Linked DNA regions of Bicyclus anynana: region 1 is linked to region 2. The links are chromatin contacts, called in public Hi-C maps. All regions are on one chromosome and are shown on one strand. Each heading gives the region's core, a stretch centred on a gene start, on an enhancer-like site or on the middle of the called end of the contact. The rest is flanking DNA. Distances are from core to core; before and after follow the strand shown.

Region 1 (6,964 bases), core at 1,387-3,886, 100 kb after region 2:
TAAAAGTTCTACAAAAAAGTCCGCGACACCTTATATCTATCTTTTATATTTTAGCAGATATAGTACCTTTAGTACTTTAATAAATTATTTAAATTTTAAACTAAGGTTTACGTCATTATTTACACAACTAAATTTAATTCTTAATAAAATAAATGATTTAATAATCACAAGGATATTATAGAGATAAGAATTGCCCTTTACAGTATGTTAATTAGTTATATAGTTTCGGAGATAATACAAAATTTCTGAAAGTCGCAGAAATGCCGCTATATGACGCCCCGCGGTTTCAATTACGTGGTTCCCGTTCCCGTACGAATATGAGAACCAAACATAGCCTATGACACTCGCAAATAGTGTAGCTTTCTATTGGTAAAAGAATTTTCCAAATCGGTCCAGTAGATCCAGAGATTTCCCCCGACAACCACACAAACTTTACCTCTTTATAGTATTAGCATAGAAGTCGCTTGGGAAATTATAGTCTTTTGGTCATTGCACCACGCACAAAAGGCTGGACCAATTTTGCTGAGGGTAGGGATAGGATAGAGGTAGGGAAGGGTTAGGATAGAGGTAGGGTAGGGGTAATTTAGGGAAAGTGTAGGGTAGGGTAGCGTAGGGTACGGATAAGGTAGGGGTAGTGTAGGGTAGGGGCAAGGTAGAGGTAGGGGAAGGATATGGAACGTATAGGGTAGGGGAGGAGTAGAATAGGGGTAGGGTACGGGTAGGGTAGGGTTAGGGTAGGGATAAGGTAGGGGTAGGGAAGGTTAGGGTTAGCGGTAGGGTAGGAGTAAGGTAGGGGTAGGGTAGGGGTAGATTAGGGGTAGGGTAGGATAGGGTATGGATAGGTTACGGGTAGGGTTAGGGTAGGGTAAGGTGGGGGGAGGGAAGGGTTAGCGTTAGCGGTAGGGTAGGAGTAAGGTAGGGGTAGGGTCGGGTAGGGTACGGTTGGGTAGGTTTACGAGCAGGGTAAGGTAGAGGTAGAGAAGTTTACATCAATTTTTACGCGGACGAAGTCGCGGGCGTCCGCTAGTGTTATATATTTAATAATGACAAAGTATTGAAAAGAATGATATTTAAAACCTACTGCTGCTGCGGTTTTAAAAGTCGGCTACCGATGTGGAAAATCCTTTTATCCAGGAACTCTGTAGCATATCATATTTCAAGAAAATTCTAAAAGCCACGACGTCGCCAGACACGTGCAACAGCTAGATATTTTCCAGTGGGGTACACGTGTAAGGACGATTCAAGGGAACACGAGGGAAAAGAACCAGAGGTAAACATGATAAACCTATATAGATTTAATATTTACGTATAAAATGTCACAATAGATAGAGCCATGATAGCCCAGTGGATATGACCTATGCCTCCGATTTCGGAGGGTGTGGGTTCGAATCTGGTGCGGGGCATGCACCTTCAACTTTTCAGTTGAGTGCATTTTAAGAAATTAAATATCACGTGTCTTAAACGGTGAAGGAAACATCGTGAAGTATCGTGCATACCAGAGAATATTCTTAATTCTCTACGTGTGTGAAGTCTGCCAATCCGCATTGTGGACTATTGATTGGCCTAACCCCTCTCATCCTGAAAAGAGACTCGAGCTCAGCAGTGAGCCGAATATGGGTTGATAACAACATAAAATGTACCTACCTAACTAATAACTACGAGTATGTTGTAGTACTATACAAGTACCATTGATTGAGTGATAGATACCTGTAACTTGAACCTTGCTCATAGTTACTCTTTTGGATGTTGACATTTAATGGATAAAACGAAAATGGTAGATACACCACCTAACCTATCTAAAACTAATTTGAATAGCTTTCCAAAAACCCATTGAATAGATTTCACCCGCGTGATTCCCGTTCCCGTAGGAATACGGGGATAATATATAGCCTATAGCCTTCCTTGATAAATGGGTTATCTAACACTGAAAGAATTGCTCAAATCGGACCAGTAGATTCTGAGATTAGCGCGTTCAATCAAACAAACAAACAAACTCTTCAGCTTTATAATATTAGTACCTATAGATTTAATAATTGACGGAGTTACAATAAACCTATACCACCCATACTCAATGCACCGTTTACCAACAAAAAAATATATAAATAAGGGTAGGTATATAAATCGTCACACCTAATAATAATTATAATTAACTTGTTCTTAAATTAATGAAAATAAATTAGATTAATATAAGCTCAGAACCATTAGATATACTCGTAGTACCTGGTTCATATATTTTAAAATATTTAATTTATAATATAATAAATAAGTTTTGAAATGAAATGAAATTTTCTAACTTAATTTCTTATTTGTTTGCTGGCAAACAGTGCACATCAAGTATGGCGTTAGTATAGTATCATTATAACTAAGTATACCTAGAGGCAGATGATGATGAAACGCATAAACTTGTTAATCAACAAGTGGCAGAGTTACCTCATAACTAGAGGAAATATCGATGTTAGATAGATACGTACCTATAGAAAAGCCTGGAAGATTACCAAGCGGGGAGAAACGTGGCGTTGAAGTGGCGACCTTGCAAGGGCGAGGTCACCCCGCGCCCTGCCTACCTGTTCGGACGTCACCGTACCCAGTCCCCTGCCCAGTGCCTACCCATCGATATAACTACGCCACCGTTTCCAATTATTGCGATGATTCATATCTATATTTTAAGACCTTGTGGTATCATTAGGATTGTTGCACACTAGTGTAATGGTTGTCCACGTTCATCGTAGATTTACCGTTACAAATTAAAACACCCAAAATCAAGTACTTACGTCAACCTTTCTTTATCACAGATGTAGGTATGACGCTAAAATAATTTCTTTGGTACCTATAGTAGGTAGATATCCGTCAAACGTCGAGTCCGCTCTGAAAACAAGGCGTAAAAAAGTAATAGGATTCTCTACAAGTCTTGTACGAATGAAACTGTACTAAAGGCATACTCGATGAACACTGTTTATGTGTTTACCAACAAACAATCAAAAATGAGGGTAGGTATAAATCGCTAGTCATTTCACACCATTTAATTATTATAATTAATTTGTTCTTAAATTAATGAAAATAAATTTGATTAACAAGTTTAGAACGATGTGTATACCTAATAAAATTTAAATAACAGTTTAGAAAAAAAACAATATGCAATTAAAAATAAATAAGTTATGAAATGACATGTGTTTTCTACCTTCATTTTTAATTTGGTTAACAGTGCACACTGAGTAGGGCTTTAGTATAGTATCATATTTTGATGATTTAAGAAATCTCAATAAACAAAAAGGAACTCATACCATTCACACTTCTCATATGACAGGATTACATAGGTACAAATACGAACTCAATCCAATTATTCTGATAAGCCAAGAGCACTCAGACGAAATATTCTCTGTAGGCCGGTATATTTTCAGTGCACAGCAATTTCACATTATTGTAATATTGCTCTTGTAATATTGTACCTGTTCCTACTACCTACAAAACTTTTATATAATCTAATTCAAAGCGGCCTACATTATTTTTAATACACCTTGGATACGTAGCCTTAGTATACCTACTACATTAAAGTACGTATAAAATGGTCTACAACCTCTCAGTCATAATATCTATTAACTGGTTTAAATAGTTTGAATCAATTCAAAGTATCTATCCAGTACCTAGCCTATGGTTATAATAATTCTGATGTGTTTGGTCCATACACCGTGGATACAGACCTTAGAGGCTTAGTATATAATATACCGATCCTTATAAGAAATATACCCAACATTTACATTGAATATCATAATATATAAAATGGTAGCGGGTAGAGAACGGGGGCTGTGCTCGGGTCGGGCCGATGACGGAGCGGCCTTGGCCGTGATCGCGCGCTCGATATAGCGCCGACCTGCCGCCTGCCGCCCGCCGGCCCTCCACCACCCGACCCCCCACCTGCCTCCCACATTTCCTCACACCATCATAAATTTCTGATGCTCTCTGGTTATTTCTGTAATGATAAAACTACCTACGTCACCGATTTCAATTGCAATTGTGACGCAATTGATAATATAAACAGTTTACCTTCCTGTTCAATAGATTATTTAACGCGTTGAGTAAAACCCGTGTTACAATAATTATCATGTATTTGCATTATTTTACATAATTATCTTGAAAATGTTATGAAATAAATAGGTATTTATTGAAACAATTTCAAAGTATGCGAACAACTGTAGCGCCAGTCAAGATTTCCTAATTCAAATTATCACTGATGTTTCTTGTCGAAACAATTTCAGAAACTAAAACGTTAACAAAACTACAAAAATATTTTAAAGTTAATTAGATTACGCAGAATTTACGCTGGATACAATATTTAGCAGAAAGCTCATCTATATGTATCCATTGAAGTTATTCTACGATGTACTTTTGTACCATTATTTAATGAAGCAGCAATGTACAAAGTATGATTATTATCATACAAGCACCATTAATTTAAATAGATAGTAAAAATGCCAGCAGGAGCTTTTGGCAGTGACTAGTTACAGTTACTAGACAGAGTTAGTCCGGGAAGTACTACCGCAATTCTTGTTTCTAACAAAGATTTGTGATTCGGTTTGATGGAAAAGGTGCTGATGAAATTACTCCGCACTAGAAGAGTATTCTCTTCATAATCATTGTCACAGCGCCGACATATATAATGCGTTGGTCTGAATAGGCGATAGTTTACCATACTAAAATCAGGAGCTATTTGCTTGCTCCACCAGGAGCTATTTGCTTACTCCACCAGGAGCTATTTGCTTGTTCCATCAAGTATTGTTATAAAAAACAACCTACTGACGAAAAATTACAACCTAACAATGGCGAAAGCTTACAAGGCATATAATATTCCAGATTTGAGCAAAATCAATTCCCGCAAAGATATAAATACCCTCAAAAGCACTTAGTACGCAGACAACGTATTGTAAAAACGTAGCAAAAAAAATACCAAGGTCGAGAAACGAATGATATCATTTATAGCGTGCATGTCCCTGAACTCTAGCTGTTAGGCGCGAGTGACGCACGGCCACTCAAATATCACCGACCCTGAACTTATATAAAAATAAAGCTTTGCTAATGTCAAGTAACACCGCTCGATAATACTTGCAGGTTCGCTCATATGACTCTAACCACCACAGCATTTATAGACGCTGTATGAAAGGATTCCCATTTAAGACAGTTGTCTTGAGTCACAAATTATGCTTGAGAATCAAAAAAGGCGCATTTTTCGCTAGGCAGATTTTATCGCTCGACATTCGCGTAGCTTTGTCCCTGCTAAAGTTGTGGGACAACGTCCCGCGACATAAGACTAAGACTCGTTCGAGCATCGACTAGCGACATGTTGCGCGACCCGTAAACGTCGCTTAAGACGTCAGACGACATCGCGCGGGACATGTGAATTTCGTGTCGAGCGACAGACGCGCGACAAATGTCCCCTAATGAAACTGCGGCATAATTCTCATGCGATCAGTCGACATTTCGTTAGAAATGGAAGAGGTTTGTCGTATGTTTGAGATCATTACGGGTTCATAGTTCATCATGTCTTATAATTTGAAGACTAAGCTATGAATACTGCTGTTTCTTTGATGGTAATTTTTATTCTTTTGATATACCTATTGGTAGCGAGGTGACCTGTAGCTTGGCAAGTTCGCGGGTGTGAAGTCGAGCTCGCGGGGCAGAGGGAAGGACTGCGAGGGTATGAAGTGTGCGCGCGGGGCATTGCTACCCCCCCTCCCGGCCCGCGCGGACCATCGGGAGTGTTAAGAACGAATTTACCAAGCTATTATCAAGAAGTGAAACTAATTAATATAGTATAATTATTTAATCATCTTATAGATACATACATTTAGAACTGATACATTTGTAGTACATCCAAGTACAATAAAACTTATTTAGTTTTAGCCCGTTTATTTTTAGCAGGCCTTGCTTTATTCCGCTGCGCTTTCTTACCGCGGCCTTTAGTTTTTTCCTTCGCCTTCTGAGCGCGTAAATCTTTCTTCATGCGAGGATCGACCACCTTGTACTGTCCCTTGACGCCGGTCGGTCGTTTCATACGTTTCGCTGTGGTGTGCTTCTTCGCTACAACGTATGTAATCTTCTTCTTGCCGTCAGTTTGCGCCTTCTTATACAACTGTCGCACTTGTTGTGACTTCTCCCGTTCCGACATGTCAGCGTTCTCCATCACCGCTTCCACCTTCTTCTTTGCGCGCTCCATTTTTTTGATCATGCGCTTCTTCTTCCTCGCCTTCGCTTCGACCACCTTCTTAATCGGCCTCGCGTTTATATCTTGTAATCTATTTTTGTATTCTTCCGTGTATTTCTGCAAATAAAAATTAAAAACACAAGCTGTAAATTATAATCATACTAGCGGACGCCCGCGACTTCGTCCGCGTGGATTTCAGTTTTTCACAAATCCCTCGGGAACCATGGATTTTTCCGGGACGAAAAGTAGCCTATGTGTTAATTTAAAGTATAGTTCATTCCAAATTTCAGCTAAATCGCTTCAGTAGCCGCTGCGTATAGGAGGAACAAACATACATAGACACTTACACACACACAAACTTTCGCATTTATAATATTAGTGTGATTAGCGGACGTCCCGTTTCACATGCACTTCCCGTTCCCGTTGGAATACGGGGATACAATTTAGCTTATGTTACTCGCTGATAATGTAGCTTACTATTGGTGAAAGAATTTTAAAAATCGGTTTAGTGGTTTAGGCATTAAACAAAACATACTCAATAATCACTTTCGCATTAATAAATATAAAAAAAACCAATACATAGTAAGTACGTAAAGATTAGCAAAACAATGTCCACAAGAAATTCGAGACTGCTATTAGCAGCGTGACAAGTATCGGATAGCAGACATCTTTATTCAATAGAATCTATAATGGGATCCATTGTATTACAAACAATTGCCATAATATGAACTAAATGAAATGAATAACACTGTGGGTATAGACTGTAGA
Region 2 (7,385 bases), core at 103-2,602:
CTAAAAAATTACTAGCACCCTACCTACAACTTAGCACCCCATTTGACGACAAGCTTCAAACTTAAAAAGAAATATCTTTATCATTTCAGTATAAGGTAAAAAATAAAGTCAATGTAACATTCTGTAATAAAAAGTTTGGGCAGCATTTCCCGCGTTAGCAACTTAGCAATCGAAAATTCTAGATCGAGGCCGAGGTTGACCTACAATCGACTACAGCGACCATCACTATTGCCTCTTATATTTGCTATTTCCCTTCTACATACTTCTCACTAAATATTTGATCCTAAAAAATTATCATTGTACAGAAATAAATAAATATTAGTAAGTAAATAAAAGTACTTCTTATTTCTAGTCGCGTAGGCATATTTAGAATATCATGTTAAAAACGTGTTGTTTATTAAATGAGCCATTTTATTTGTACAAAACATGTAGTAAGCAACTAGTCGTTTAAAACGATGTCACCGTGTTAATTGTTCCGCGGTCATTGACATATCGAGATGAATATTCTAACATAATAAATACATTTCTAGCACAACGTCCTCAAAGTCGAACGCTCAAAAGTCACCTAAATCGCACAAATCGTTACTGTAATAATGTTCGGTAACAATAAGTAGTAATAGGCGCTGTACATAATGATGTTTATATATTAATAATATGATAAAATATACGATGCGTTACGTATGTGGATCTCGCAGTCGTGCCTATACGCGAGCTGCAGTCGACGGGTGTTCAGAAAAGGTTTTGTTTTCGTGGCGCTGTGGGGTCAACGGCCGCGCGGCCGGTCAGTGCCCGCGTTGCGACCAATTATGGGCCACTCGCACAGCGCACAATGGATCGATGGCGGCGCGAAATTGGGCCAGCGGCCGAGTGGCGGCTCGCTACACCGCACCAGCCTCCGCGCTGCCTGTACTGATGATTCGTATCGCTACTCCGTATGACCTCGTAAACCACTTGTCAGCTAGGTAGGTTCGTAAATATGAACCCCAAAATTTGACTGGGAACTAAAACAAGTATTCTCAATAATAGATATCTACTGTTGATTGACAGATGATTTTAAATCCGGCGATGCGTTTTTCTTATAAGTTACTTTGAAAGGATAAATGAATCTATTAGTTCGACGGTGCACGCTCTAATATCAAACAAATAAAGTAGAGCAATGCACCCCTAGCGGGAAGCGCGCGCGCATTGAGGTAGGCCGTGACGCGGCCGACGTCACCGGGCGGTCGTCGCTCCGAGCTGCCCGTGTCCTAGCTCCCGGGGCGAGCGGCGCGCACGGGGCGGAGGGAAGGGAGTAGGGCTGTTGTGCAACCGAGCGGCCGACGACCCGGGGTGAACGGCCTCGCGCCGCGACGCCGCCGGGATGCGCCCGGCCTATATCCGGCGCACCGGTGCAGCGGCAGCGGCGCATTCTAGAGCGGCGTGGACCGTTAGCAGCGCGCGGGGCGGCGGCGCGCGGGGGCCGGGGCACTCTCACTTTCTCGGTTGGGTCGGCGGCCGGCAAGTAGGTCGCACGGGCGCGGGTAGCTCGCGCCGAGCGCCGCAGCGCCCGCACAGTCCGCCGTCGGCCTCCATCCGTGTCGGTGCGCGCATCGAGTCGGTCGAGTGAGCTTGTGCAGCTAGTGAGTGGCGTGAGTGAATGGTAGCGGGCATGGCGTGCGCGGAGCTGCGCGAGCGGCACGCGGTGCTGGTGAGCATGCTGGAGGCGCGCCGCGAGTCCAGCGACTCGGGCTGCTCCAGCGACGAGAGCTCCGACCCCGAGCGCGACTCTAACTGTAGATGTGATCCCCAGGGCTTCTTTCGCCGCTCCATACAACAGAAGATCCAGTACAGGCCCTGCACCAAAAACCAGCAGTGCTCCATCTTGAGAATTAACAGAAATCGGTGCCAGTATTGCCGATTGAAGAAATGTATCGCCGTCGGAATGAGCAGAGATGGTGAGTTTACCGAATATTTACTTTTCATAATGGAACAAATAATAGAATGTTATGTATTTTGCATTAAATAATAATTTTATACACAATGTTTATTACAGTAAATTCTTAAAATATAATACTCATAAATGCTTGTGACATAAAAATCCAGTTGATTTAATTGAGTCTGAATTAATATACTATTATTTGTTCCATTATTTTGTGACCTTATTTTATGGTACATTAATATAATTTTGATAAATATGTTACTTAATATATATGTCAGAGTAAATTCATATTTGAATAGAATCCCGGCATTATCATAGGAACGTATTCCAATCGCACAAGTCGCGCTGACACGAGCGCCGCCGCACTATATAGTGTCGCTCGCGAGTCGCGGCAGATCTATTTCGCGGAGCGCTCGCTCGCTCGGCGCCGCTCGCAGTGAGCAGTGAGCGCAGTGTGGGAGGTCGGTTATGCAAGCGCGGGTGAGCGCACGCTAAGCGGGTCGACGGCCGGCGCCCGCTGCCCGCTCCGCTCCGCTCGTTGCGACACCGGCCTCGCTCGCGCTTGCCGCTTCGAACACAATCGCGCGCGGTGAAAGCGGAGAAAGGTGCATTTCGTAAGCACGAAAGTGAAATTTCTGTTTTCACTTTCGTAATGCGATTCATTGCCCTCGGCGAAGACATGTCAATACGTAATCGAACTTTACTATTGTTAAAATGCATGATGATATGTATTTTAAAAATAAAAATAAACTTAACTTTAAAATATTGTAATGTATCATCCACGAATGCAGTAACTAAATATTATGAAGAATAAAATAATTTGTAGAGCAGTACTTCAAATGTTATTAAATCAATAAACTAATTTCTTTAATTATAAAAACTTAGTTCGATCAGTTAATTTACTCGATTTTTTTTATATTCAATGCCTACAATAATTGGACCTTTATGAAATAGTAATATTTTTTGCTAATTTTAAACACTAAATAGATATGCTTAATACTTTAGAAAATTTAAATATACGAATTCTTTACCAATAAAATGTTATGGTATTTAAAATGTACCTTGATTAGACAGAGGTTTGTTTAGAAGTAACTGGTTCTGCTACTCGAAAATAGATGGCGCTCGAAGTGTAAGGCAGCGCCTACATGCACGTCACTTTTGTTGATTTGGTTTATTTTTATTTTATGTTTATATTTTTCTCAATATTATTTTATTATTATGTAAGATATTTAATAGAACAAATATTTTTTAATCAAACATTTTTTTTCAAAAATGACTTCATCTATCTACTTTGTAATGAAAAAAAAAACACTTTTAAGTAAATTGAGTTTACTTGAAAGTATACGGGTAGTTAAAAGTCATAACGTTTTATTGGCTGATTATACAAATATTATACCTACAAAGTTTCTAAATATTCCTATTTATGAAATTCATAATCTGATACCTTCATACCTAATCGTAGAATGGTGTGGTATGGTCTAAACCAGTTATTTTTTTTTGTTTTTGACCAAATTTATATTATTATTTAATTACACAGTTAAAATACAGATAATCTTCTTTGTTTACTATTAAATAAAGGAAAATCTCGGGTTTGTAACAAAACTCTGAAACGACTTGACCGATTTTTACATATTCTTTGTTTAAATTCGGTAGGTTAGGTCTTAAACTATTTTTCACCCCTTACCCCACCCTCCTATTTGTAAATTACGATTATAGTATTTTATATAAATGAAATTTTATGGCAGAACATCGTTTGCCGAGTCAGGTAGTAAGTAATCACTAATCTTTCAAAATGTCAAGTTGTGGTAGCACACCTCCGAAATCTTGTGATTTTTGTTGTATATCAGGTATGAGAAAACCTATATTGTAAAGTATTTTTTTCCGCCCTACATATGAATCGCGTTTTTACTATATTTGTATGAAAGAAATTTATATACCAAATCAACATTTGCGCGAGGTCAGCTTGTATTTTCATACATTTTATATGAAAGTTTTTATAAAAACCGTTTTGATGAGTTATTTTAACAGAAAACTAAGTATGTAACTTTTAAAAACAAATAAGATACATAAATAAACATTAAAATATTTTTAATATGTCCGCAATTGACGGTAGTAGCATTGAACATGTATAAAACATACATAGTCCATACAGCGGAACATAGAACCTAGAAGTCGGTTAAAAATAATTAGATGATTATTCCAATAGTAAATATGTATGAACATTGAATCAGTGACGATGTCAATAGGAATTTTCTGTATTACATTCCTTATTATAGTTATAAAATATTAATCTACATCTACATTAATATTATCAAGACGAAAGAGTGGTATTTTTGTATGTAAAGAATAAAATTGATAACTGGTCCGATTTGAAAAAATCTTTCTCCAATAGAAAACTAAATGATCAGGGTATAACAGTCTATATTTTATACTCCTATTCCCACGAGAGGTTCTGCTAGTTATTATTAAAGTCAAGTGATAGTATTTTTTGTTCCTTAATTGGTACACGTTCGCATTGCTTATTTAATGAATAACAATAATACGGGTATCTATAATAATATTATTTAATTGATGATTTCCGTCCAGTCCAGTTTAAAATGATCAGTTCATAAATCGAATGTAGAGATTATTATCAGGGGGTTTAGGGTTTTCAATATTAACCCTCCTAGAACGTTAGTAGAGTTAGAAGTGTCGATCGTCAGGCCACTGAGGACTGAGCACTGAGCTGAGCCTGAGCACTGAGCAGGGAGGTCGCGCGGAGAGGCATCCGCGGGGGCAGGGGCCTGCGCGGAGTTTATTGACGGCGCCCCCTCCCGCCCGCTGCCTCCACCGCGCGCCCTCCCTCCTCAAGTTCAAGGTTGGCGCGGCGCGCGCCGCGGCGCAGTGCGAGGGAGTCCGGCCCGCGCATCGGTCGTCAGCCCTCTTCGTACGTTCGCTATGTCAGTGCGTCGCTCAGTCCGCCACGACTCCGCGAGCCTCACAGTGACCGCTCAGCTGCTGAGCGCGGACTACTCGTCGTACTACGCGCCGTGCGAATAATAAACAAACCATTGGATCACTACCGCACTTTCGGATTTCAGTGCTTCGTTGATAATCGTGATATGTGACACTTGTTTAATATAGTTATATTATAGTTACCAAACTTATTTATCAGTGGCCCTTGGCTGTGAATAATCTAGTTATTAGTGAAAAACAATTATGGTCTCAGATATGGGTGAAGATTTGCCGATCCTTAAAGGGATTTTGAATGGAGTAGTGAAATATCACAATGCCCGTACGTATCAGTCTTACTTTTTTTTCAACAAAACATTTTTTTTTAACTTAGCATAAAAATAAAATAAGTATACAATGCCGTAGACATTAATTAAATTATTAGTTTATTTATCAATGAGAATATTTAAATAATTACGATATACGAATAATCTAAATAAAATAAAAACGTAAATAACTACATAATAATCTTTCTCTAATTAATTAAAGATACACAGATTTTAATTATTTTACCTATTCGCGATAATGAATGAAATCTTAAGATAACACAATCAAACAACTATTGCACCTATTTAGGTTAGATCTTACAAATATTTATCTTCATACAAATATGATTAATTAATTAATTTTGTACATAATTAATTATTTTTGCTGTATAATCAACAATAACTGAAATATAATAATAATATCTGTAATTACCACTCCAACACATAAATCAGCGAACGTCAATGGTCGGCCGGTCTACTTGTTCGAGTTACTAAAAAGTAGATAAGTACTTACGAGTACTACATTAGCATCAACAATTGCGAACAATGGGTCATGCATCTGGCGTGGCACACTTAGCGCAGGGAAAGTCGGGAGAAATGGCGAGAGGGCGCTCTCCGCTTTCGTTTTCAACCGTGTGCCAGCGATAAACACTTTCACCGGCGCGCGCGCACGACGGCTGCAAGCGGCGCGCCTAGCGCGAGAAAGTTGTAACACTTTTCAGCGTGACCTCGCAGATCGCGTATTGTCATTGGTTTGCCGAACTAGTTCACTCAATCGTCGCAGTGTTCCGCATCCCGCGGCGTTCCGTCGGCGCCGGCCGATGAACTTTACCCCCTGTCGTCAGCTGCGCCTGCACATGGCTCGCCCCGCACATGCGCGCGCGACAGCTGCGCTCCGTCTGTGGTGCGTGGCCCGCAGCCGCGACCTTGCACAATGCTCCCGTTGTTAGCTGCATTGTAGATTTAGTGCTGCGTTATGGTTATACGTGTCCTGAACTTTCTTTCCTTTTGTTGCAGCTGTGCGATTTGGGCGCGTACCGAAACGTGAGAAAGCCCGTATCCTGGCGGCGATGCAACAGTCGTCGTCGTCGCGCGCGCAGGAGCAGGCGGCGGCGGCCGAGCTAGACGACGGGCCGCGGCTGCTGGCGCGCGTGGTGCGCGCACACCTCGACACCTGCGAGTTCACCCGCGACCGCGTGGCCGCCATGCGCGCGCGCGCTCGCGACTGTCCCACCTACTCTCAACCCACTTTGGTGAGTTACTCTTCCACACTCTTACTAAAATGAAATGGAATCAATACAATTTTCTTTTCTTTACTCACTTCACTTATTATGTTTTTAACGTGTCTTCTCTTTTGTCGTAGGCGTGTCCTCTGAACCCAGCGCCGGAGCTCCAGTCCGAGAAAGAGTTCTCCCAGCGGTTCGCTCACGTCATCCGTGGCGTGATCGACTTCGCCGGCCTCATTCCTGGCTTCCAGCTGCTCACGCAAGATGACAAATTCACATTGTTAAAAAGTGGACTTTTTGATGCTCTGTTCGTGCGTCTAATTTGTATGTTCGACGCTCCTCTCAATAGTATAATATGTCTCAATGGACAACTCATGAAGCGAGACTCTATCCAAAGTGGTGCGAACGCGCGTTTCCTCGTAGATTCCACCTTTAAATTCGCCGAGCGCATGAATTCCATGAATCTGACGGACGCCGAGATCGGCCTCTTCTGCGCCATAGTCCTTATCACTCCGGACAGGCCCGGGCTCCGCAACGTGGAATTAGTAGAAAGAATGCACGCGAGGCTCAAAGCGTGTCTCCAGTCTGTCATTTCTCAAAACAGACCCGACAGGCCTGGCTTCCTCCGGGAATTGATGGATACTCTCCCGGACCTACGCACCTTGAGTACGCTTCACACAGAGAAGCTGGTGGTGTTCCGTACCGAACACAAGGAACTATTACGGCAGCAAATGTGGGGAGACGAAGAAGGGTGCTCGTGGGCCGACTCCGTCGTAGAAGAATCAGCCCGCAGTCCGATCGGCTCAGTCTCCAGCAGTGAATCCGGCGAAGCGATGGGCGACTGTGGCACTCCTTTACTGGCCGCGACCCTCGCTGGACGCCGAAGACTCGATTCTCGGGGTTCAGTCGACGAAGAAGCGCTGCTCGGTATGGCACACCTCGCTCACAACGGTCTCACAGTCACTCCAGTGAGGCCCCCGCCCC

What was found. A called contact is a pair of places that touch in the nucleus more often than the background predicts.
Region 1: a Hi-C map of whole body shows a contact between it and region 2, with 3 times the contacts expected there. The contact joins two enhancer-like sites. A contact is called at or near these places in 2 of 2 Hi-C or Micro-C datasets (whole body and whole larva).

What each region holds. Positions count from the first base shown.
Region 1 is chr5:10,549,650-10,556,613 of ilBicAnyn1.1, forward strand. LOC112052912 (pre-rRNA 2'-O-ribose RNA methyltransferase FTSJ3) reads right to left here. Exons shown (of 10, transcript XM_024092159.2): 10 at 5,801-6,313. The coding sequence ends at 5,882. Among protein-coding and RNA genes, the nearest start is that of LOC112052912, 9.7 kb to the right of the region's middle. Within about 2 kb of position 2,637, at least 8 of the 8 cell types and tissues checked have open chromatin away from gene starts, as enhancers often do.
Region 2 is chr5:10,447,824-10,455,208 of ilBicAnyn1.1, forward strand. It overlaps LOC112052885 (ecdysone-inducible protein E75), which reads left to right. Exons shown (of 5, transcript XM_024092127.2): 3 at 1,790-1,934; 4 at 6,193-6,428; 5 at 6,539-7,385. Among protein-coding and RNA genes, the nearest start is that of LOC128198086, 82 kb to the right of the region's middle. Within about 2 kb of position 1,353, at least 8 of the 8 cell types and tissues checked have open chromatin away from gene starts, as enhancers often do.